5 separate regions of the Mus musculus genome follow, and regions 1, 2, 4 and 5 are each linked to region 3. Evidence: chromatin contacts called from public Micro-C, capture Hi-C and promoter capture Hi-C data. All regions are on one chromosome and are shown on one strand. Each heading gives the region's core, a stretch centred on a gene start, on an enhancer-like site or on the middle of the called end of the contact. The rest is flanking DNA. Distances are from core to core; before and after follow the strand shown. Region 1 holds the start of Zc3h8 (zinc finger CCCH type containing 8). Region 2 holds the start of Fbln7 (fibulin 7). Region 3 holds the start of Ckap2l (cytoskeleton associated protein 2-like). Region 4 holds the start of Stk35 (serine/threonine kinase 35). Region 5 holds the start of Pdyn (prodynorphin).

Evidence for each region. Promoter capture Hi-C pulls out the DNA fragments that hold promoters and counts their contacts. A called contact is a pair of places that touch in the nucleus more often than the background predicts. Capture Hi-C pulls out chosen DNA fragments and counts their contacts.
Region 1: a promoter capture Hi-C map of erythroid cells shows a contact between it and region 3, with 7 times the contacts expected there. The contact joins the promoter of Zc3h8 here to the promoter of Ckap2l in region 3. A contact is called at or near these places in 14 of 39 promoter capture datasets (3T3-L1-derived adipocytes, the C10 cell line, cranial neural crest and 10 more), 2 of 484 Hi-C or Micro-C datasets (CD4 T cells and muscle stem cells), 5 of 115 datasets of contacts at active chromatin or transcription factors (astrocytes, effector CD8 T cells, embryonic midbrain and 2 more) and 3 of 9 other capture datasets (adipose tissue, liver and pancreatic islet).
Region 2: a contact with region 3 is called in a promoter capture Hi-C map of hippocampal neurons, with 2.6 times the contacts expected there. The contact joins the promoter of Fbln7 here to the promoter of Ckap2l in region 3. A contact is called at or near these places in 5 of 39 promoter capture datasets (hippocampal neurons, liver, maxillary cranial neural crest and 2 more), 1 of 115 datasets of contacts at active chromatin or transcription factors (embryonic stem cells) and 1 of 9 other capture datasets (macrophages).
Region 4: a contact with region 3 is called in a Micro-C map of muscle stem cells, with 11 times the contacts expected there. The contact joins the promoter of Stk35 here to the promoter of Ckap2l in region 3. A contact is called at or near these places in 1 of 39 promoter capture datasets (cranial neural crest), 3 of 484 Hi-C or Micro-C datasets (embryonic stem cells and muscle stem cells), 6 of 115 datasets of contacts at active chromatin or transcription factors (astrocytes, bone marrow-derived macrophages, embryonic stem cells and 2 more) and 1 of 9 other capture datasets (liver).
Region 5: a capture Hi-C map of macrophages shows a contact between it and region 3, with 3 times the contacts expected there. The contact joins the promoter of Pdyn here to the promoter of Ckap2l in region 3. A contact is called at or near these places in 1 of 39 promoter capture datasets (embryonic stem cells) and 1 of 9 other capture datasets (macrophages).

What each region holds. Positions count from the first base shown.
Region 1 is chr2:128,941,664-128,945,955 of GRCm38.p6, reverse strand. It overlaps Zc3h8 (zinc finger CCCH type containing 8), which reads left to right and starts at 1,936. Exons shown (of 9, transcript NM_020594.2): 1 at 1,936-2,108. The coding sequence starts at 2,032.
Region 2 is chr2:128,862,667-128,867,035 of GRCm38.p6, reverse strand. It overlaps Fbln7 (fibulin 7), which reads right to left and starts at 3,104. Exons shown (of 8, transcript NM_024237.4): 1 at 2,889-3,104. The coding sequence starts at 2,963.
Region 3 is chr2:129,294,006-129,298,601 of GRCm38.p6, reverse strand. It overlaps Ckap2l (cytoskeleton associated protein 2-like), which reads left to right and starts at 1,390. Exons shown (of 9, transcript NM_181589.3): 1 at 1,390-1,497; 2 at 2,222-2,288. The coding sequence starts at 1,461. Gm14023 (predicted gene 14023) reads right to left here and starts at 1,232. Exons shown (of 5, transcript NR_040371.1): 1 at 1,200-1,232.
Region 4 is chr2:129,799,015-129,803,300 of GRCm38.p6, reverse strand. It overlaps Stk35 (serine/threonine kinase 35), which reads right to left and starts at 2,784. Exons shown (of 4, transcript NM_183262.3): 1 at 2,455-2,784; 2 at 1,297-1,897. The coding sequence starts at 2,760. Stk35os1 (serine/threonine kinase 35, opposite strand 1) reads left to right here and starts at 1,842. Exons shown (of 1, transcript NR_029452.1): 1 at 1,842-4,286.
Region 5 is chr2:129,697,704-129,701,721 of GRCm38.p6, reverse strand. It overlaps Pdyn (prodynorphin), which reads left to right and starts at 1,784. Exons shown (of 4, transcript NM_018863.4): 1 at 1,784-2,014; 2 at 3,227-3,286.

The DNA.
Region 1 (4,292 bases), core at 687-3,186, 350 kb after region 3:
CAGCTGCAGCATGAGGTACAACCTTGGCTATCTCTGGAACACAGCTTCTTTGTGCTCTCAGAAAACACTACCTGGAAGATTTCACCTCAGTGATGCTGGTCTCTTCTTAATCAGCACTAATTTTTTAGTTCCAGCTAACTAGCATCAATTGTCCCAGTAATCCCTTCTATTCTGGACTCTAAAGCCAGAGCCACATGGCTGAAACTGCAGAGTTATGCTGCTTGCAGGAGCTGAAACATGACCCTCTTGTTCTATGACATTATCACCAGCTTTCTGTTTTCCAACTCCTTCACTGCCTAAGCTTGGCTGTCCTGGATCTTGCTCTGTAGACTGATCTTGAACTCAGAGATCTGTATGGTTCTGTCTCCTTTAATGCTGGGATTGAAGATATGTATCACCATGCCTGGACTTAAAACTTTTCTTCACCTAGAACCTGCTCTGTTCAAGGCTGGACATAAAGTCAGAGATCTGCTTGTCTTTGCCTCCTGGAATTAAAGACCTGTACTTTGCTGTGTGGATCTTGGCCTAAGGTCAACACTTCCTTAATTCAATTTAACCTCCTTGAACATAAGATTCAGTTCCATTTCACTTCCTGGTGCCCCTTTAATGTCAACCACATATTTTGTATTTTTCCTTTCAAAGCCTGCTACACTTATTCAAAAAAAAAAAAAAACCTCTTCATGAGATTTAACCAGAGAACAAAGTCTATGTTGGGCTTTTTTGAGACTTCCTTTGTCAATGCAATTAATATATATATTTACCTTAGCCCCACATAGACTCTCAGACAAGGGCAAAAAGCAGCCACATTCTTCACCAAAATACCACAAAAACAGTCTCTATGCCACAAACTGAAAATTCTTCTCTGAAACCTCTTGGGCCTGGTCTGCACAGTTATTCTCAGCAAGTCTTCCATATTCCTACTAGGATGGTCCATTAAGCCCCATTTAAAACATTCCACCGCTTTCCAAATCCAAAGTCCTGAAATCAACATTCTTCCAAACAAAAGCATGGTCAGACCTATCCCTGGTACCAGCTTCCATTTTTTTTTTTCTTGGTTTTTCGAGACAGGGTTTCTCTGTATAGCTCTGGCTGTCCTGGAACTCACTTTGTAGACCAGGCTGGCCTGGAACTCAGAAATCCACCTGCCTCTGCCTCCCAAGTGCTGGGATTAAAGGCGTGCGCCACCACGCCCGGCTACCAGCTTCCATTTTATTTAGGGTTTTACTGCTGTGAACAGACATCATGACCAAGGCAACTCTTATAAGGACAACATTTCATTGGGGCCGGCTTACAGATTCAAAGGTTCAGTCCATTATCATGAAGGAATGAGCATGGCATCATCCAGGTAGGCATGGTGCAGCAGGAACTGAGAGTTTTGCATCTTCATCTGCAGGTCTCTAAGACTGCACCCCCCCACCCCCCCACCCCCAAATAGTCTTAATACTTAGTACTTTCTATTGAATTTGCCTGCTTTAAATATATTTATGTGTTTACTCAGAAGAGATCGTCTAGGTTCCTTTTTGTGCAATTAATTTTGCTTGGTCACCTGTCAATTTTAAAGGGGCTGGAAGAGATATATGGCTCAATAGTTAAAACATAAAGGTCTTGCGTTCTGTTCCCAACACTCATGTCAGGTGGGTTACAATAACTGGCCTCCGCGGGCATCTGCACTCATTCTCTCTGTCTCTCTCTCGTACATATAAAAATAGCACAGCTTTCTAAAGAAGAATCCTAAAGATTATTTTAATTTTTTAACGACATTGTAGTGCTGCACTAAGGAACGAATCGGACATAAGTACAGAGAGTTGCGCGTGCGCAGCTCAGGCACCGAAAGCCTCCCCACCAACGGTGAGAACTGCGCATGCGTGGTAGGGCTGGCCAGGTCGCGCGGAGTCGCGCCCAAGCAACATGAGCGCGAGCGCGTGCGCGTGCGCTGGGCGGAGCGTGTGGCCCTTGGCGCGACTGTAGCCTCCGCTTCGCTGGTTGTTCAGTACCTGCTCGGCGTGGAGAGGAACGGTCCCTGTCTGAGTTATGGATTTTGAAAATCTCTTTTCAAAGCCCCCCAATCCGGCCCTCGGCAAAAAACCGGCCGCCGACCCTGAGGAAAGGTGATCCCCACGTTCTGGTCCTTTGCAGGGCACCGCTTGGGCTCCGCCCCCTCGCTCCTGGAAACCGGCGAGCCCTGGCTGGCGCGTGGGCCGGGACCGGAGCGGGGAGGTCGGAAGGGGAAGTGGGGTGGAAGTCAGAGTAGGGACTGCGGGCGAGGGCAGTGGCCGGGCGGCGGGAGGAGGCCCCAGCCTCTGAATCTGCCCCCAGGGGCCGGCTGCTCCCCTTGCACGTGCGCTTAACGTGTTTGCTGTCAGTCACCTCCGAGGTGGCTTTGCCGGCACCTCGAGAGTTGAAGGATACATAGACTGCTCTGCCAGTGATCCTGAACCAGAACTCCCAGAATAAAGCAGCAAGCATCATTTCGGCTTAGTTTTTCTGTTAATTTGGAAAAGCGTGTTGTTAATCTCGTACTTAGTCAGAGTGCGGGATTTCTGTGCAGATACCCACTCACTTTTTAGGTTTTTTTGGTTTTTGGTTTTTTTTTTTGGTTTTTTTTTTTTGGTTTTAATTTTTCGAGACAGGGTTTCTCTGTGTAGTCCTGGCTGTCCTGGAACTCACTCAGAAACCCGACTGACCCTGCCTCCCAAGTATGGGATTAAAGACATGTGCCACCACTGCCCGGCCCACTTTTTAGTTTTTTGAGTTGATAATGCCCTCAAACTCCATCTCTCCTAAATCCTTGTCTTCTATGTTCTCTCTTTCCTCAGTGGAACCCTTGACACATCCTTCACGAGTTTTTTTCCACCCTCATTAAGATAACATTACAGTGTTGGGCTGGGCCTATTAATCTCAGCATTTGAAAGGCAGGCAGATCTTGGGAGACTGGGACCAGCCTGGTCTAAATAGCAGGTTCCAAGCCAACCTCAGCTACATAGGGGAAACACTGTTTCAAGGGGAAAGGATATATGTATATGTTCACTGCTCAGTCTCAAATACCTTAGTGGAAACTGTTAGCCTAATTGGGCTACCATAGCTTTGCTGTGTAATTAATGTGAAACTTTTTTTAAAAAAGATTTATTTGTTTTATGTATGTGAGTACACTATAGCTGTACAGATGGTTGAGAGCCTTCATGTGGTTGTTGGGAATTGAATTTTTTTTAAGGACCTCTGCTCGCTCTGGTCAACCCCTCTCAATCCAGTTGGCCCTGCTCCATCAGTCCCTGCTTGCTCCGGTCCAAAGATTTATTTATTATTATACATAAGTACACTGTAGCTGACTTTAGACGTACCAGAAGAGGGCGTCAGATCTCTTTACGGGTGGTTATGAGCCACTATGTGGTTGCTGGGATTTGAACTCAGGACCTTTGGAAGAGCAGTCAGCGCTCTTACCTGCTGAGCCATCTCGCCAACCCTAATGTGAAACTAAAAGTTTCACATCAACCTTAAGAAGAAAGTGATGGTCTCACATTACAGATGAGAAAATTGAGGCATAGAGGATTAAGGTGCTCAAGTTACTTCATTACATATGAGTTCATCACCCAGCTTCTAAAGCAGAATCATTCATGGAAATTAAGTCCTGTTGATACTGTGAAGAAATGGACACATTACTTGCAGGTGATAACATGTAAGAACAACAAGAGAAATGAATTATAATTTTTAACATGTATGAGAACTGAGTAAGGTTAAAAAAATAGTTAACACTTCAAACATGTATAAAACAATATACCCACTTACTAAAGTTTGGCTGAAATATGTAAGGGATACTTGGATTGGCCAAAAGATAGGTGAAAACGGGTCTGAAAGTAAGGTGTGTGTTTGTATGCCTGCTTTTCACTTTGCCTTTAGGTCTTTTTCAAGGTTTTAGATTTCTGTATTTTTCTCTTAGTTTGTCTTTTGATTTTGCCTGTAAACTTTTTTTCAGTGCACTAAAACATGTTTTGGTTTTTTTTTGTTGTTGTTGTTTAATTTATTTTATATGTATGAATGTTTTGTCTGCACCAGGTGTGTCCATTGTCCTTGGAGGCCAGAAGAGGAAAGTAATCTTACCTGTGGTTGTTAGTCACCAAATAGGTGATGGAAATCAAGCTAGGTCCTCTGGAAGAGCAGCCAGTGCCCTTAACTACTAAGCCATGTCTCCAGCTTGAAGCAGGGGTGACTTTGTTCCTGATAGGAATATTCATTTATTTAAAACAACCTCTACTGGCAGAAGACACGTCATTCAGGGCCATGGTGATAGAAAAGTA
Region 2 (4,369 bases), core at 1,855-4,354, 430 kb after region 3:
AAACATGCTTCCACCCACATGTACACATGAAAACACAGTTATGTCCTCTGACATATGTACATAGAGATACACTCACTAGCACATCCATACTTACCCTGTAGTACTCAAATACTTTGACACATGGGCATGGGTGCACGCACAACCATGCATTCATATACAAATGAAATAACACACACAGACAAAACCATGCATTCATATACACATGAAATAACACACACATACACACACTAGCACACACACACACACACACACACACACATACTAACACACATTCCCTCACATACCATGACATACGCATATATGCACACTCACCTTCATCACACACAAGGCAATTGTGAATCCACAGACACATGCATGCATAGACTCACACACACAGACACACACCTATAATGTCACTCTTAGGTGCCACAAAAGTCAGCAAAGTGGGAACATTTAGAGACAGAGAGGAACCCCAGACAGGGCTTCTCCGGGGCAGCTCACACTGGCTCCACTTGGAGGCCCACTGGCCTCTGCCAATGAAGTCCCTTGCCCATCCTAGCCCATCTCCTAAATAAAAGAGATGATCTGGAGGGTAATTTCCATCCTTACTGCTTGCCAGCAGGTCTCATCTCAGATGGATCTGAGAACCTTGGGGTCTATACTGTCTGGTAGACTCCAGGTACACCACGTTACTTGAGGTCCTTGTGAGTTCCATACTGTGTCCACTGAGAATTCCTCTGACCCCAAACTTTTCTTGGGCTGTAACTGACTCCACTTTGTGACTCTGAGAGTTGGGATTGCTCTGGGTCTCAGGTGTCTTTTCTAGAGAGATTAGCCCTACCTGAGGTGCAGCCTGGACTAACCGAACCAGAGTCATTGGAGGTAAAACTGGCATCAGAATTTCTAGAAGTTCCTTGGGTTGTCATGCATAGCCAAGATCTGCCTAGAGACTGTCTGACACTGGCCAGTGCTGATCTGCCCTTCAGGGGTCCATAGCAGGAAAACAGAGGCAGAGTGAAAAGCTATGTGAGCAGGAGGTCAGCACGGTTCTGGGAAGATGTTATTCTCAGAGCAGAGCTCTGAAGGATGACAAGGAAGAAGGTAACACAGGCTTCCAATGTGCTTCGTTCCTCTGCTTCCCAGCCTGGAGCTGGAAGGATGGGGGAGCCCCAACCATTCGCTGAAGGTCAGTTTAACTAGAGCAAACATGGGTGTCTGGTCCTTTAGCCTCCTCTGGTTTCACCTACAAATGTTTTGCAGATAAAGAAGGCTATGCTTGGCGTCGAGGGGCTGAGAAAGCCTGGCCAGGGCACGGCAGGGATTGGATCTTAGTGTCGCAAGAGCATGTTCAAAGTGAGGCAAGCTCAGTGCTGCCTCTGCACCAGATTACCAGTTGCCCTAATCTCACTATTTCCCACCTCGCCCCGTGGGACAGATGCCCACCCACTATCACGAGATGATTGGTCTCCGGAACGTCTACTCTTCTCATGCCCTGCCCCTTTGCAGCCTGGGATGGGGGAGCCCAGTGGAGATGTATCTTCTGTGCTTCTGGCACTGGGCATGGGGTGAAGGTTTGGTTTGGCTTTGTAATCTGCAAAACTAGGGAGATCCCATTGCTCTGGTGGGTGGGCTCACAGTAGCCCCAGGCTGGGTCCTGGCCATTTGGCTGTTGAGCAACTTCCTGTGACTCCCACTCATTACCTTCCGCACTAACAGGAGCAGGTCTGATCTAAACCAAATTCTCCAGGCTCGGAAAGCCTTGCTGCACCCCAGGGGACTTCTCAGTATCCCCGGGGAAACTTGCCAGTGCACAGCAATTTAGCCCCAGAACATGGAGCATGGACAAAGATCAGGTCAGAGTCCAGTCAGAGAGGGAATTTATACCACTTCTTCCTGACTGGGTGGTCTTAAAGAAGGATCTGGACACTCAGCAGGCACCCAGCCTCCCTGCACATCCTGCAGCTGTTTATGCTGCTGTTGGCATGGTTGAAGAAGCTGCTTCAGGACTCTCGTTGAGGGACCTCTGTCTGCTGACACGCGTTTGATGGAAGCTGACCTGAACCTGACAATACAAAGTCTCTCAAATACATTTTTATTTACAGTCTCAATTTTAAAAGTCAGTTTCCAATGGTTAATAAAATAATAATAATAATACTTATTGTTGTTGTTGTTGTTATTGTTATAAAATCTAGCCAAGCAAATAAATCCAGTGGGATTTGGAGACGTAAATGTCAAAAAAAAAAGAGAAAGAAAGAAAGGAAGGAAAGAAGGAAGGAAGGGAGGGAGGGAGGGGGAGCGAGGGAGAGAGAGAGAGAGAGAGAGAGAGAGAGAGAGAGAGAGAGAGAAAGAAGGAGAGAAGGAGAGAAGGAGAGAAAGAGAGAAAGGGAAAGGGAAAGAAAAGAAAAGAAAAGACCCTGCTGTTCATATGGGTGTGTAAGAAAATATAATTGCAACTCTGAGGCTTCGGGTGCTCAGGATAGGACCACCTGAGGATCCATCAGGCCACTGGTAAGAATTTCTGAGAGTGGTTAGGGTGTGGTGGCAGCAAGAATATTTCAGTTAGAAACGTAAATGTTGGGTTTGGAGAGCACGAACATTCTCTAACAGAATTGGGCGGCCAGGTGTTCTCACCAAGACCCACAAAAGACCAGTGTCTCAGAAATCCTTGGGTAACTTTCCCGGGCTGGCGATTCCCACGCGGAGCCACCTTCTCCCGTTGGGCTGCAGCAGCCCAGGTCGCCTGCAATGACAGATGGAGGACCCCGCTCCTCTCTCCATCAACCAAACCCCAGCCCTAGACTCCGCTCCAAGTCCCAACTCCAGCACAGGAGTGGAGCATGGCATGCCCTGGCCTCGGCGCTACCTCCTTGGGAAGCGGGACTCCAAGACGCACTGCGGGGGACACTGACCTGGAAAGCCCGCGCTCCGGGGCTGGCGAGGAGCAGCAAGAGGAGGAAAAGCGCGCGCTGTGAGCCCGGTCCCATCTTGCCACTCACAGCCTTGCTGCTGGGGAAGGCAGGTCGCTGTTCTCTGGCCGCAGTGCGCGGGTCCCTTGCAGCTTCCAAGGCCACTAGTCCGCAGCCGCCTGCACGGGACTGTCCCGACGACGCGGGGAGGCGCCAGCCCTGTGGCGGAGGCGAGAGAGGAGGAGCTGTGGAGCCTGGAATGCGCCTGGGAGCTCGCCCAATCCTCTGCTCTGGGAAAAGAACGGGTGCGACGCCTCGCGACCAAGGGTGGCCAGTGTCCACCCTGGGCTGCCCCACTGTCCGCAGTCCCCACTGCCCGCCGGGAGAGACCTAGGCCCCTGCCAACTACACGCGGCTGATTGATGAGCCAAATTTAGGACTGTCCCACTTCAAAGCCCACATAAGGACATCTTCCTCTAGGACAACAGAGAACAGGGTTAGTATGGCAGAAAGATGGCCTTCATAAATTGGACCAGGTTAGACCGTCTCTTCTTAAACCGTGGGCCGAAAAAAATGGGAGCTGAGTTACTGATTTTAGCAAATGGTGAGGCACGAAACCAAAAATTAATTCAAAATCAAATATAATGAATCCAAGGTATCCTTGGTCTCCATAACTGCTACTGGTCAGATGTCCAGGGGCACCACGGGAATGATCACACACGCACACACACACACACACACACACACACACACACCTAGGACACTTGGCTCAGATCTCAGACTAACTTATGTTACGAAATGAAGTGGTTTTACTGTACACGCTAAGTTTTTTGCTACTTTGTACTACTTACTTATATGAGGTGGTGTGCTCCGTGTGACAATTTTATAACCAAACAATCAATTTAGGGGGGGAAAAAAGTCAAAACTGCTTCTTATTCTTCAATATCAAATATTCAGCCAAGATTTAATTCTTCATGTAAAAATTAATAAAGCATATCAAATTTCCTTTAATTTTAATAAAGGATAAAATTATATTTATAGCAAATAATTACTTTAAAATAAATTTATGATTTATTACCAGTACGTGTTTGATCTGTACACTTCTTCATGTGCCTGAATTCCTAAGGTTGCAGAAATATTTCTCAGTGAAAAGAGACTGAGAGCAAGAAGTTTAAAGGGCTCTGAGTTAGACTAAGTCACCCTTTGGACAACTCTGCCAGTTTTTAAATCAATTCTCCCTAGGGCTTTTGGAAGGCGCGTGCTCAGTGACTAAGTTAAGAGGGCGCATGCTCAGTGACTAGGTTAGGAGGGCGCATGCTCAGTGACTAAGTAGGGCACATGCTCCGTGACGAAGAGTCTACAGCCTTCCTTCTAGTTTTCCGTCTGTTTCCCAAGGGTTTAAAGTAAAGGCCCAGCTACAGAACACGCCTGGGGTCTAGTTAGGTAACAGCCCTGTGACAGGCATGGAATTGAGGTTCCTGTAC
Region 3 (4,596 bases), core at 141-2,640:
CAAGCTTTTGTCTGTCTGCAGTAAGTAGCCATGTGTTACATCTCCTCAGGGAAAGTCTTGTCACACAAGTGGATGTCGGGATGTCAGACCCTATGGAGCTAGAGTTACAGGCAGATGTGTTATGTAATATGGGTGCTGGGAACCAACTCTGGTGGCCTGCCAGAGCACTGCATGCTCCTTACCCCAGCCATCTCAGCGCTTTTTATCATATTAAAAAACAAAAACAAAAGCAAAAACTTTTGTGATTTTTTTTTTATTCTCCTTCACTCACCTGATAATGTTTAGGTATGCCAGTGATAACCTTTTCCTTCTCTTTCCTTCATGATTTTTTTTTTCTTTCTAGCAGGCCTTTGTTAGCATTTTAACTTTACCTTGTAGATGTTTTTCTGTTTAAATAAACTATTATGTTTCCATGTTTTATTTCCATTCTTAAATTTATATAATTCTGTTCTTTACATTTTCTATTAGGAAATCTTTGTTATTCTTTTAAAAACTCTTCTAACCCCTTGCCCTTTTCTCTTCCCACCATAACATCCTTCTCCAATAAATATCTTTTACGAGATTTGCTGCCTCATATGACTTTCGCGTTGGAAGAAGCCAAGAAGCAATTGACAGAGGAAGGGAAGAAACAAAGAAGTGGAGCGGGGCAGAGGCTCCTGAGCTCCTGGGCTGAGCTGGAGATACCCTCCCCTGGGAACTGCACTGCCTCAGCTGACGAGGCTTCCTCTCAAAGCTGTGTGGTTCCCCGGCTCTGATGTCTCAGGGTGTCCTTCCACAGGAATACCTTCTGACCCTCAGAGCTCTGTGGTTTCTGGGTTTCCGAGTCTCAGGGTGCCTTTCCAAGGGGACACTGTCCCACCTCAGAGCTGTGTGGCTCCTGAGCTCCTGTGTCTTAGGATGCCCTTCCCTTGAGACACTTTTGACAGATTGCGCCATTTTGACAGCTCCCGCGAGCTGCTCAGGGACTACACGGAGTTATGTTGTTTCTGTCCGGTATTCGGCTACAAGAATGAGAACAATAACTGATACGGACCATTTTCGTTTGGCATGCTATTATTTGCAGCCAAAGCCAGCCTAACTGATAGCACAGAGACTTAGGCTCCGGCTTGTTTCTCCCCGTTTCTTCAACTGTCACAACCGTCCTTAACCCAAATTTGGCTACAATTAGAGCCACTCCTCCGCCAGCCAGCATCACCCACCAGCTCCCACCTCAGAGGCACCGCTGCGGAAGTGACCTAGCCATAGGGCGGGCCTTCTCAGAAACTCTCCAATCGCAGAGCCTCAGGGGAGGTCCCCAGTGGGAATCGCCGAATGTCCATTTCCTGTTATCCCGCCCTCTCCGTCTTTTTATTGGCGAATTTCAAAGTCGCGGAAGCCAATAGGAGCGTCCAGACGGGCGCCCGGTTCTCGTACTAGAACAAGGCGCGCCCTTTGAAGGAAGAAACTGTCGCCGTAGAGCCATGGTGGGGCCCGGCCCCACTGCCAGCGCAGCCGCGGGTAAGTGTGGTCGGCAGCCTCCAGAAGCTGCCAGGCCTCCCCCGCCTGCTTCAGTCTCCCCCGAGCTCAGTTAGGTTAAGGACGCTGGACCCGGGCCACGGCGAGGAGCGGCGCGCTCCGTTGCCGCAGGGGGACACCCCTGCATTGCTAGTTATGGCCAGAACTTTGACAGCAGTCAGGTGGCAGGTTCGGCCCCAGTCCGAGTCTCTGCAGGTTCACTGATAAAATGTGCGCTGTCTGGAGGTTGATTGATAAACTGTGGGCTGAGGCTTAAGGATGCTGTGAACCCTGGCCTCCGAGGGACCTGGAGCCCTTTCTACCTCTCCAGTATGCCCCTCCCCCGTGTCACCTTTGAGATGCACACTCTGTCCTCACTTATGGGCCTGCGGTTCTGCGCACCGTCCTAGGCACACAATTTGTAACTCAAGGGTTAAAAAAAAAAGTCTTGATTCCAAATCCTGGCTTTGCTGCACATTAGTGGGTAAATTTAAGCCTGTCACTTCATCTGAGTTTCAAACAGCCAAATACCTCATAGGATTGATGGTTAGTGTAAACAGCTTAGTAAAGAGCTTGGCACCAGGCTGATACCGTTGGTATTGAAAGCAAGCATAACAGGACTGGTGACTTTATCAAAGCCAAAATAGCTACAGGGAAGTATCATATTTAAAGATATAAAGGGTTTTCTGTAATGTTTTTGGTGTTTGCTCGTGTCCATGTTTTACAGAAGAACGGTGGCAGAAGCTCCAGGAGTACCTGGCAGCCAAGGGAAAGCTAAAGGACCCCAACGCCAAGTGAGTTTACCTTCCCATAGTTACACTGGCTTTGTTGCCCCGGTTGCTAACAGCAATGAACGGACCAGCCCTTCTGTTTCCAGTCTGTTTGACTTGCATCATGGTGAATCCTGTAATAACAAAAGGAGCATTTCAGTCCTTGATTTCAGGCATGACTTAAAAAACAAAACAAAACAAAAAACCAGCAACCCCTAGGCAGTGCTGTCTATTGGCAGAAATTTAAGCATTTTTTTTCCTAACAGTCTCCAAAGGAAGGAAGGCTCTACACTACACTGTTACCCACATCTCTGGAAGCTCTTCTGGTTCCTTCTTTCTCCTGGGAAAGTTGGTTCCCAGCAGCGCAGATTTTGATCAAGAAACTGGAGGGCATTTCTATGGTGTGTGCTTACGAAGACAGGAGAGTTGGTTATGGTCAGTCCACAACAGTGGCATGCCAGCGTCCTCCCAACTTGTCCTTTGGTGTTCCCTGGGCATGTATTTGAGGTGGACAGAACATCCTTTGCTTTTCTCAGCACTGTACCATCTTTGCCCTGTTATTTCTCTCTCTTGCTTAGCAGGGTGTATTTGCCTCCCACTTGAGTAGCTCGGTTGGTGTGTGTATGCCAGAGGGGGATTTTGGGTGTCTTGCTCTAACGCTGTCCACCTTATTCCCATAAGACCGGATTGCTCACTGAACCCGAAGCTCACTGCTTAGGTTAAGCAGGCTGGCCAGCACTCTCTCTCCCATGATCCACTCATCCCTGTCCCCTAGTGCCTAGGGTTAGAGGGATACTCACCGTGCCTGATTTAATGTGGATGCCGGAGATCTTCCTAGCCCAGGTCATTTTACCTTGGGTTTTTCTCACCTCTACTTCCTGGATTAAATGAACCAAAATTGTTTTCTCAACATACCCATAATGTCTCTCTCCTCCCTCCCTCTCTGTGTCTCCTTTTCTTCTCACTCCTCTTCTTCCTTCCCCTCTTCCTACCCTCCCCTGTCCTGTGAGTGGAACTCAGGGCCTGTCACATGCTAGACAACAAGCACTCTGCCACTGACCTACATTCCCCAGGCCTGTCCGTCACTCCTAATGCGTAAAGATACAGGACTTACTAAGCTAGAGACGTGCCTGCCCCCTCACGCCTTCTCTCGTCCAAGTCTCTGTTAGACTTGGGATCTGGTCCATGGAGATGGAATCCTTCTAAACTGAGCTCTGTTCTATCTCTCCTTTTGTTTCACTAGCTAGACTTCAACTTCAGATTACGTCCTCGTAGGTATCAGAATCCCCAGATGTTCCATGAAATACAATAGTGTTTACGTGTAACCTATGCATACATATCCTTATTATTATTATTATTATTGGATATTTTATTTATTTACATTTCAAATGTTATCCCCTTTCTTCACCCCCCCCTCCAGAAATGCCCTATCCCATCTCTCCTTCTCCTGCTTCTATGAGGGTGTGCCCCCCACTCACCCACCCACTCCTAGCTCCCCACCTTCTCATTCCCCTACACTGGGACATCAAGCCTTTACGGGACCAAGGTCCTCTCCTCCCGTTGATGCCACATATACGGCTGGAGCCATGGGACCCTCCATGTGGACTCCCTGGTTGGTGGTTTAGACCCTGGGAGCTCTGGTTGGTTGATATTATTGTTCTTCCTATGGAGTTGTAAACCCCCTCAACTCCTTCAATCCTTTCTCTAACTCCTCCATTGAGGACCCCATGATCAGTTCAGTGGTTGGCTGTGAGCATCCACCTCTGTATATGTCAGGCTCTGGCAGCTACATCAGGCTCCTGTCAGCATATGCATATCCTTTTATAAACTTGAAATCATCTCTAAGCTACTTATGGTTCCCACTACAATGTAAATGCCATGGAAGTAGTCTGGCTTAGAGAATAAGGAAGAAAATCTACATATTCAGTATGAATGCAGTTTTATTTTTCATTTATATCTATATTTAATTTTTAATATTTAAAGTATTTATACTGTTATTATATAAATATTTAAATTAAATATTTATATTTTATTTCTATGTCTTTATCAAATGTTGGTTAAAAATCCTAAGTGTAATACCCATGATCTAGAGAGTTGGTTTGGTTAGGTTTGGTTTTTGGGTTGTTTGTTTGTTTGTTTTTGTTTTGTTTTGTATTAATTAGGTATTTTCCTCATTTACATTTCCAATGCTATCCCAAAAGTCCCCCATACCCTCCCCCCCAACTCCCCTACCCACCCACTCCCACTTCTTGACCCTGGCGTTCCCCTGTACTGGGGCATATAAAGTTTGCACAACCAATGGGCCTCTCTTTCCACTGATGGCCGACTAGGC
Region 4 (4,286 bases), core at 1,535-4,034, 500 kb before region 3:
GTAAAAGAACTAAGAAAGTAACTGATGAGACTGAAGGCAAAGTAGAAGGTGCTACCTAGGAAATCTTCAAGGATCCACCCTCCTGGAAATGATGACAAGCAGGATGGGAAAGGCCCCCAGAGAATTCCATCACACTATCCAATCCACTGTTAAATGACTTTAAAACTCTGCAAGGAGTTCTCCTGGGACCTTACAATAAAATCTGACAGGTGCTCCAAAAAGACTTTAGGAAATCTAGCCCTAAATCCCACCCAGTCTGCTAAATTCAACCTCAGATAGGGAAGGAAGGCAGCAATATATCTGCAAAGATCTGTGAGGGCCATGCTGGCTTACAAATACTTCAAGGACACAGGAATTTGGAGGCCGGAGTCCCACTCTTTCAAGCTGATTAACCTTAATCGAGCTGTGTTTGTGCCCACTAGGCTGAGTTCCTCTATTTATAGAGCAGAAGCTTAATTTACTGTTACAGATATTATCCAAATCGTAGCGCTCAGATTATATAGCTGGGATTGCGACTGTCCAATTTCCCTCGCCCTACCCCCTGCCCCAGGAACTCAAGACACTTGCAGCCCACTGCCTCTTCTCTAGTTTACACAGGAAGGCAAGGTGTTTGGCCTCCTGGAGCCCCATGGTTCTGCAACAATCACTGCTCAGACAGCCCCAGGGGTTATGAAAACAACTGAGATTGTAACAGGGCAGGGAAAGCTGCAACCTGTTTTGTTATGCGACAGCTCTTGGCCCACCTGAGGGGGTTATTACTGGGTGCGTGAGTTATTAACCTGTGGTGCCCTCAGGGACTAAACCAAGAACCAACTGAATGATTGTCTGCTCTCGGGTGAAGGGTTGGGGTTCTCGGAGGAAACCTCACACTTGAAGACAAGGTTTGGGAACAGAATTGGAAGAAACTAGAAATCAGGAAAGGAGAATGGCATGGGTGGGTCTGCTACTTTTTTTCCCCTCTAGGTTCTGATGAGAAAGAGGCATGAGGGGGCTTCTGCAGTTCTACCAACTACTTTGAATCCCACCAGGACTACTCTTCATCCATCTTTTAAAATGCTAGGCTTGTAATTATGGCTCACACCTACTGAGTGAGTACTTAAAAAGATCAAGGTTAGCACTTGGTGAGCTTGTTAGGGAATGTCAGCTAACGGCTGGGGAACAGACTGATTTCCTAGCAAGAAAGAAGGTCCCAAAGCCGGGTCAAGGACCTTAGCGAGCCAGAGACAGTTATTAGAACTGAGTGGTTCTGAGAACAAGGGGGTCCAGGAGAGGGCAGGACTGCCGGCTGTAGTCTACCTTTGAGCGAGGTCTCCACCAGGCGCAGGTAAAGCTGTGAGTTCTTGTTGCCGTGACTCATGCGCTGGGCTAACCCGTTGCGCTGTAGGACGCACTCCTCAAACTGCACGATATTCTGGTGCCGCCGCTTGAGACTGGTGAGGGCCCAGAATTCTGCTAGTGCCAACTCCACGTTCTCGGGAGCGTCGCAGCGGATCTTCTTGACTGCCACCCTGGCCCCACTGCGCCCAGCCACAGCCTCATAAACCACGCCGTAGCTGCCGCGCCCGATCTCCGCCAAGAGGCTGTAGCGCGGCCGTGCAGGAACATCCCCGCCGCCGCCATCCGGCCGCCGCCGGGCCAGGAAGGCCTCGCCCGGGACCTCGGCCCCAGCCGGATCCATGGCCTGGGCCGCCGGCCTCAGCTTCTCGCACAGTACCCGCTGGACTGGGCTTCGCCTTTTCCGCTCCGGGCTTTTTGTCCCTCTGCGGGCTCCGTTCTCTTTCCCCGTTTCCATGGCTGCGGGGGGCGGGGGGAGCAGCAACGGCGCCGCCCGGGCCCCCCTTGCCTCATCCCTCCGTCTAGCCCCGAGATGTGGAGGAGCGGGACCTTGGATGGTGATCTAAGGGCGAGAGGGAGAAGTTAAAACCCACCGGGCCGAGAAGGGTAGATGAGGAACTTAAAGCGTCCGGCGTCCCACCTCCGCCGCCGGTCGCGGCCCCTTTAAGAAGGAGCCACCGTCTCGAATTGAACGGGGGAAGGGAAAGGAAAGCGGGAAAGACGGAACCACCGGGAAGTACCGAGGGAGGACCGGAAACCGAAGCGCAAACCGTCCCCTCTCGCCGACTTATCCGTCAGGAGCAGAAAAAATAAATAAAGCCGTAGGGATCGTCCCCATCGAAGACGGCCGGCTTAAACTTTCCTGGGGCTTAGCCCCCTCTCAACGGCCCCTCCCCACGTCCTACCCGGGCTTCTCCCGGTGTAAACAGTCCCGTGAATCAAACCCAGGAGAGCCCGGCGGGACGACCCAGACCCCCGGGGACAGCGGGCGAAGGGAAACCGGCTAAAAGATCGGCTTCCGAGGACGACAGGCGGAGGCCCCGGTGACGCCCCCGGGACTACGGTGGGGCGCCGGGGCTCCCGCTTCGGCCCTCCCTTCCTCCCTCCACTCCCTCTTACCTGGCCGGCGCTGTTCCTCTTCCGGGCGAACCGGTTCCCCCTTGGAGCCCGCGCCGGAGGATGGTCCGTTCCGAGCCGGGCTTGTCTGCAGAGCCGGGTAGGGCGCGAGGCGGGGAGCCTGGCTGAGCGTGTAGCGCGTCGCGGCGCTGCTCTTGTGATGACAGCAACGCTCCCGGGGGAGGCCTCGGCTTCCAGGTTCCCGTGGCCGTCCCCGAGTTCACGCCAGCTGAGCACTTTACGTAACCTCTTTATGTAAGCTGCACCTCCCGCCGCCGCTCTGGTCAGCGGAGATTCCTGGTGGCCCATCCCCCAGGAGGCCAGCGGAGAGCCGCGCCGCCTCTCTGCAGCCGAGGTAGACCCAGCCGCCGCGACAGCCCGGAACCAATCACTGGCGAGAACACCCAGCCAACAAAAAGAGCGCGCCAAAATCCCGCGATTTGTACCGAGGGCCTTCGCGAGGCGCCTGCACTCCGCAAACGCCTTTCCGGACTTGACCTGCATCGTACCTCTACGCCCGCACTCGGCACTTGATGCTGATTGGGGGAATGGCTTAGGTGTAATCGATTCACAGCTGAGACCAGGGTTAGAACGCTAATCTCCACGCCCACTAATGACCCCAATGATCTCAGCCGCACTTAATCCTCAGTATCCTTCTCTGCCAAACCCGGGTGGTCCGCACTTCCAAGGTTGCAAAGGACCAAGTGAAATATGATGGCTGGCTAATTGAGTGCCTGATATAAGCTGCTTTGGGCTTGGATTTTGATACCCTTCACCCCGGCCGCCCATTGTGGTGGGAGGGAGCACAATGGCTGTGTAGTTAAGAATGATCTTGAACTTTTCCTCTTGTCTTCATCTCCCGAGTAATGGGATTAAAGGCGGGCACCACCACACCCAATTTATACACCCTATTTGTTTGTACAGAGCTAGGAATCCAAGGGTTTTGTGCATGCTAGACAGGCACTTTACAAAGCTACATCTCCAGCCCCTAGGCGTGGTTTTTTAAAGTATTTTGTACCCTGCTTTGTACTCCAATGCCTAGAAGGTGCCCAGTATTTTGTTAGCTGATATTGAAGGACAGTAACTAGAGTTTCTGCTACACACTATTTTAAGTCTGGGGAAAAAGGAGTAGACACGACAGTCTTTGCCTTAATTGCGACTCTTGACACTGGAGGAGACAGTCAACCTTGTGTCTTCGTAGATGTCTCACAGTTAAAGTACTTAGAACAGTGTTAAAATACACACAAGACAGATTAAATGTAATGTAAAACAATAAACAAGAGTTTCTAGAATTTCTATAGCTTTTCTGTATGTAAGTGGTCACATATACACACAAGGTGTAAGAATAGTAAAGTCTCATCTTTTTTTTTGCCAGAATTACATTGTTTTGCTATATTTTCATGTTCTGTGCACAAATATGTATGTATGAATGTATACATGTTGTAAATCCTTTTATATTTATAAGATATATATGTATACATATATATATATATACACACACACACACATATATATATACACACACACAAATATATGTGTGTGTGTGTGTTTTTTTCCCAAGGACAAAGATACTCTCTAGCACACTCTCAATACAGTGCAGAACCATGAACAATGCCATGCTTTTGTTTACTATGCCATCTCAAGGTTTACCGATTGTCCTTTCCTTTCTCTTCTAGTCCAATATACGAGTCCTCAGCACCTAGCCTTATTGGATAAGGATTCCAACAGCCTCGTTGTTAACCGAAACTCCTTTACTTCTTTTCCTTGTTGTTGCTGGGTTGTTGGGTTTTTTTTTTTTTTTAATTGGTGGTGATTTGGGTTTTTTGTTTTTTGTT
Region 5 (4,018 bases), core at 535-3,034, 400 kb before region 3:
ACTCAGCAAGTAGGCAGACAGCCTGAGACACAGCCACCAAATGCCGTACAACACCAGCAAGCATTCACCTTGGGCTGGGAATCCTGCAGAAGGAAAGCTTAGGGTAGAGATGAGAGAGGGCCGGGGGCCTGGAGTCAAGGCCAGAGGGACATGGAAAGTTCCACTCTCCCTGCTTGGCTGGTACTACACCACACTCCACAGCTTAATCATGCAAAGCTGCAGGCTGACAAACTCTCCACAGCATTGCTTGTCTAAGGGGAGGATATGGTGAAACAAGTGACAACGTCTGTGATGAACCAGGTACTCACCAAATAGCCCTGTCTGTCACCCTAGTTGTATGAGAGCACGCAATGATCCAGCGGCAGGAAGAGGATGATGCCCCAGAGAAGTACAAAGTGTGGCTGGTACATCAGAGCCTGATGACGTAATCACCATTACCTGGAGGACAGCTGTAGGGAAGTCCTGGCCACATGCCAGCTATGGCAATTGCTTTTGGCATTTCCTCCTTTCACTATGCCAAGATCCCAGTGGGGTTCTTTCCCCCATTCTACAGATAAGCAGATTGAGGCTGAACCCACTCACTTGACTTAGGGCTCTGCACAGATGGGTGGCAGAGGCAGAGACCAAGCTGACACATCCAATGTTACTACTAGCTGTAGCTGTCATCGACCTTGTTCAGGTAAACAGATCAAGTCACAGACACTGTAGAACCAAGTCCTCAGAGTGGGCGTTTGTCCAGTAGATGATGGGAAGGACCAGATCCATCTAGGTCTGGGTGATGACTTGCTGTGTTCTGTGTCCAGTTTCTAAGCTCTCCAGCCTCTGCCTCTGCGCCTGGCCAGAATGTGAGGATTAAAGTTGATGTCTTTGCTCACTGCCTGGTGCAACCCAGGTGTTCATGACACGGACTGCCCAGCCAGCCTCTGCTATCCCCCCCCCCCCACAAGGTGAACATCTCTGCAGCTGACTACAGAGACAAGCATGTTTCCTTCCAAACTCAGAGACATGGGTATTCTGGGAGGTGTTTGCAGCCATCCTTGTTTGTGAGAACCAGGGGCTGCCAGAGAAAACTGAATATTGAACGGCAGCCTCTGGTTGAGGAAAGGCAGTGTCTGGCATCAACTCAGACAGGTGCCCAAGTCACCTGGCACTCTCAGGCAAATGTACACTCATATGCATGCTAGTGTGTGTGTGTGTGTGTGTGTGTGTGTGTGTGTGTGTGTGTGTCCCTGCCAACATGGAGCTGAATGTTCCTCTTCTATAACCAAGACCTCTGCTTTGAACACTTCAGCATATCCTTTGGTTCCCTATATTTTGAGACAGCCTTTGTTTCTTGCATTCCTCCTCCTCCGACCCCCTGTTCCTCTTTTTCTCCTGATCTTTGATAGCCTCTGTGGCTGTGGCTCTTTCTCTTTTCCTCTTACTTTGCCTAGGCTTCCTTGTGCTTCAGACATGCCTCTCTCTGTTTCCATTCTCTGATTCTCAACTTTTTTTTGCCTTTCTATTGGACTCTCTGCGCCTCTCTCTGTCTCCTCCTATCTCTGCCTTTCCCCCACCTTTGTCTCTGTTTTCCTGTGACACTCTCCTGGAGATGCTGAAAAGTGGCCGCATTGAAAGTGACAAACAGCGCTACACCAGAATCCACCCCCGGGCTTCGCGAAAGCATCCTCCTCCACACCCACATCACCAGGAGCAGCTATTGTGTCTCACTCGGGCCCAGGGAGTTGAGTGGAAGGACCCGGGGGTCTGAGCGTTGACTGCTCTGCCACTCCCCCATTGGCTCCTGGCAGCCTGTGCTCTGTGAGCGAGCGCTGAGAGGGCTGAGCGACAGGGGGAGACTCTCATCTATAAAAGGGGAATAAGGCTCCAGAACTGCCATAGGGGGATTTGGTAGCCCTCGTCGCTTCCTCTGTGGCACTTCTCTGAGCTAGAGTCAGGGTACCTTCTGAATCTTGGATCGGCCACCCTACCACCTGATCAGCCAGAAGCCTGCCAGGGACAAAGCAGTAAGCAGGTAAGATCCGCAGGGCGCTCAGGCTCTCTGGCTTTATGCATGTGCTCCTGGTGCTATGCAGGGGCGCCGGTGGGAGCTTGGACGGGGGAAGTTAGGTTTGGGTCTGGTTACTCAGCACAGGGAAATCATAGTTTCAAGGTGAGCTTACAGAAGCTCAGAGAGTCCAAAGAGCTGCCTGTCCTCTGGAAACCATGCCCTGAACAGTCCTGGCGCCCACAGGTGCTAGCGGGGCTTCGCCTCTGCCACACAGCAGTCCCCACACTAGTTTTCAGGATCTGAGGAGAAGGTGGTAGCCTGAGTGGAAAACTGAGAGGTTTCACTAATTAGCATGATCTTAAAGGTCAACGTTCTCACTGGACTTAGCTTACACAGGTTGGGAACGTTAATGAGGTTCAGGACTCGGCATTTGCCAAGTACCGATCTGCACCATCAATGCATAAATAAGTGCCGTCCTTTTTCACTCTTTTTGAATCACGTTTAATCTCTGACAAGGTGCTGATTTGAGTGGCTTCCTTTGATTTCACTCAGAATGAAGTCTGGGGTTGTTTGGTTGAAAGGGAACTAGAAAGGAAAGCAAGAGCTCGGCTGGATACCCAGTCTGAGGGGGACTTCCCATGTCAATTTCACTGTGAAAGGACTTGTTGCTTTCCTGTAAATCACAGTCACGCTACCGCTGGAGGCAGCTAAGTTAGGCTGGTGGAGGCTCTTTTGAGGAAAGTCACCCGCTCTCTGATAGCAATGCTCATGTTTAAAGAAAGTGCTGTAGAACCCCAAAGTTTGACATCAGCAAAAAGCTGGCGAGCTTCAGAGACGGCGACTGTAGTCACCTCCATGATTGAACAGTAAATTCTGTGTCTTGTCACTTTTCCCTGTGTGTGTGTGTGTTTTCTGAGAACCTCTCAAGATTTACAAGTATCCCTTAATAAAGCCTCCGAGCTCTTTAGGTTATTGGATCTGGTTTCGAGTACCCTCCCACAGAGAGCAAACCTTCATTATCACCCTTCTGCCAAGGGTTGGTGAAATACACACTGATATCTTTCTAACCTGACAGGCGTTGCTGTCAAGATCTGTTGCAAAACCTCTCAGAATGTCAGTCCTTTTCTGTTCCTAGTCATGGGGGTTTCATGCCTACGCTCTGCTCACCCTCCTCCTCTGCTCACCTCACCAGTGCTCCCATACCACCCCACTTTATCTTTTGTTCTGTTTTTACAGGTCATTCATCCCCAGGCTTTGAGATCTGCGTGGGGGAGCTCTTGAAGCAGCCCCAGCAGGGTGAGTTATGTGTGTTGTGTGTGCATGTGTGTGCGTGTGTATTGGCATAATCCTGAGCCCACTGCTTTGTCCTCATTGTGCTAAGTGTGATGGGTGGCAGGTGACTCCTCTTGTCTCCAGGAGTAGCTGGCAGATGGGAGTGCGGTGTCACAATGGGTCCACGGATGCTGTGTGGTAGGATCCACTGTTTTGACACCGTAGGCTACTCAAGCGGTTGGGTCAGGGCTGTTTGAGAAGACACGTGGAAGGGTGTGATAACTCTCAGGACTTCCGGAGCTTTACCTCAAGAATTTTCCATGTATTGCCTAAGTGTGTGTGACCCCTCCTGAGCCTGTGCTGAGTTCAAACCCAATGGTCTTCCATTATTTGCTGCGTGTAACTTTGTAACGACTGCTTTTCCTTTTTCAGCCGTAATCTCCTCACCAATATAATGAAGATAATAATAATGTCCTTTCCCTATGTCACTACAAGACTCCTATGGGAGGCTGTATGCGCCTGGCATTTGGTAGGCACTCAGTAAATGCTATTATGGCTACCTCTCTGATGACTCAAAATGGTTGGCTTCAAAATGAAGCCCTCCCCTCTCTTATAAGGCATCGTCAGTCATCCCATTCCATCCTGCTGCGCGCTCTTCCGGGGAAACCTGACAAAAGTCAAATATTTCTGGGACCAGTGTTCCTCTCCCCACTCCTACAGATGACGCCATTGCTTCATCTGCCGCTCCCCACCCCC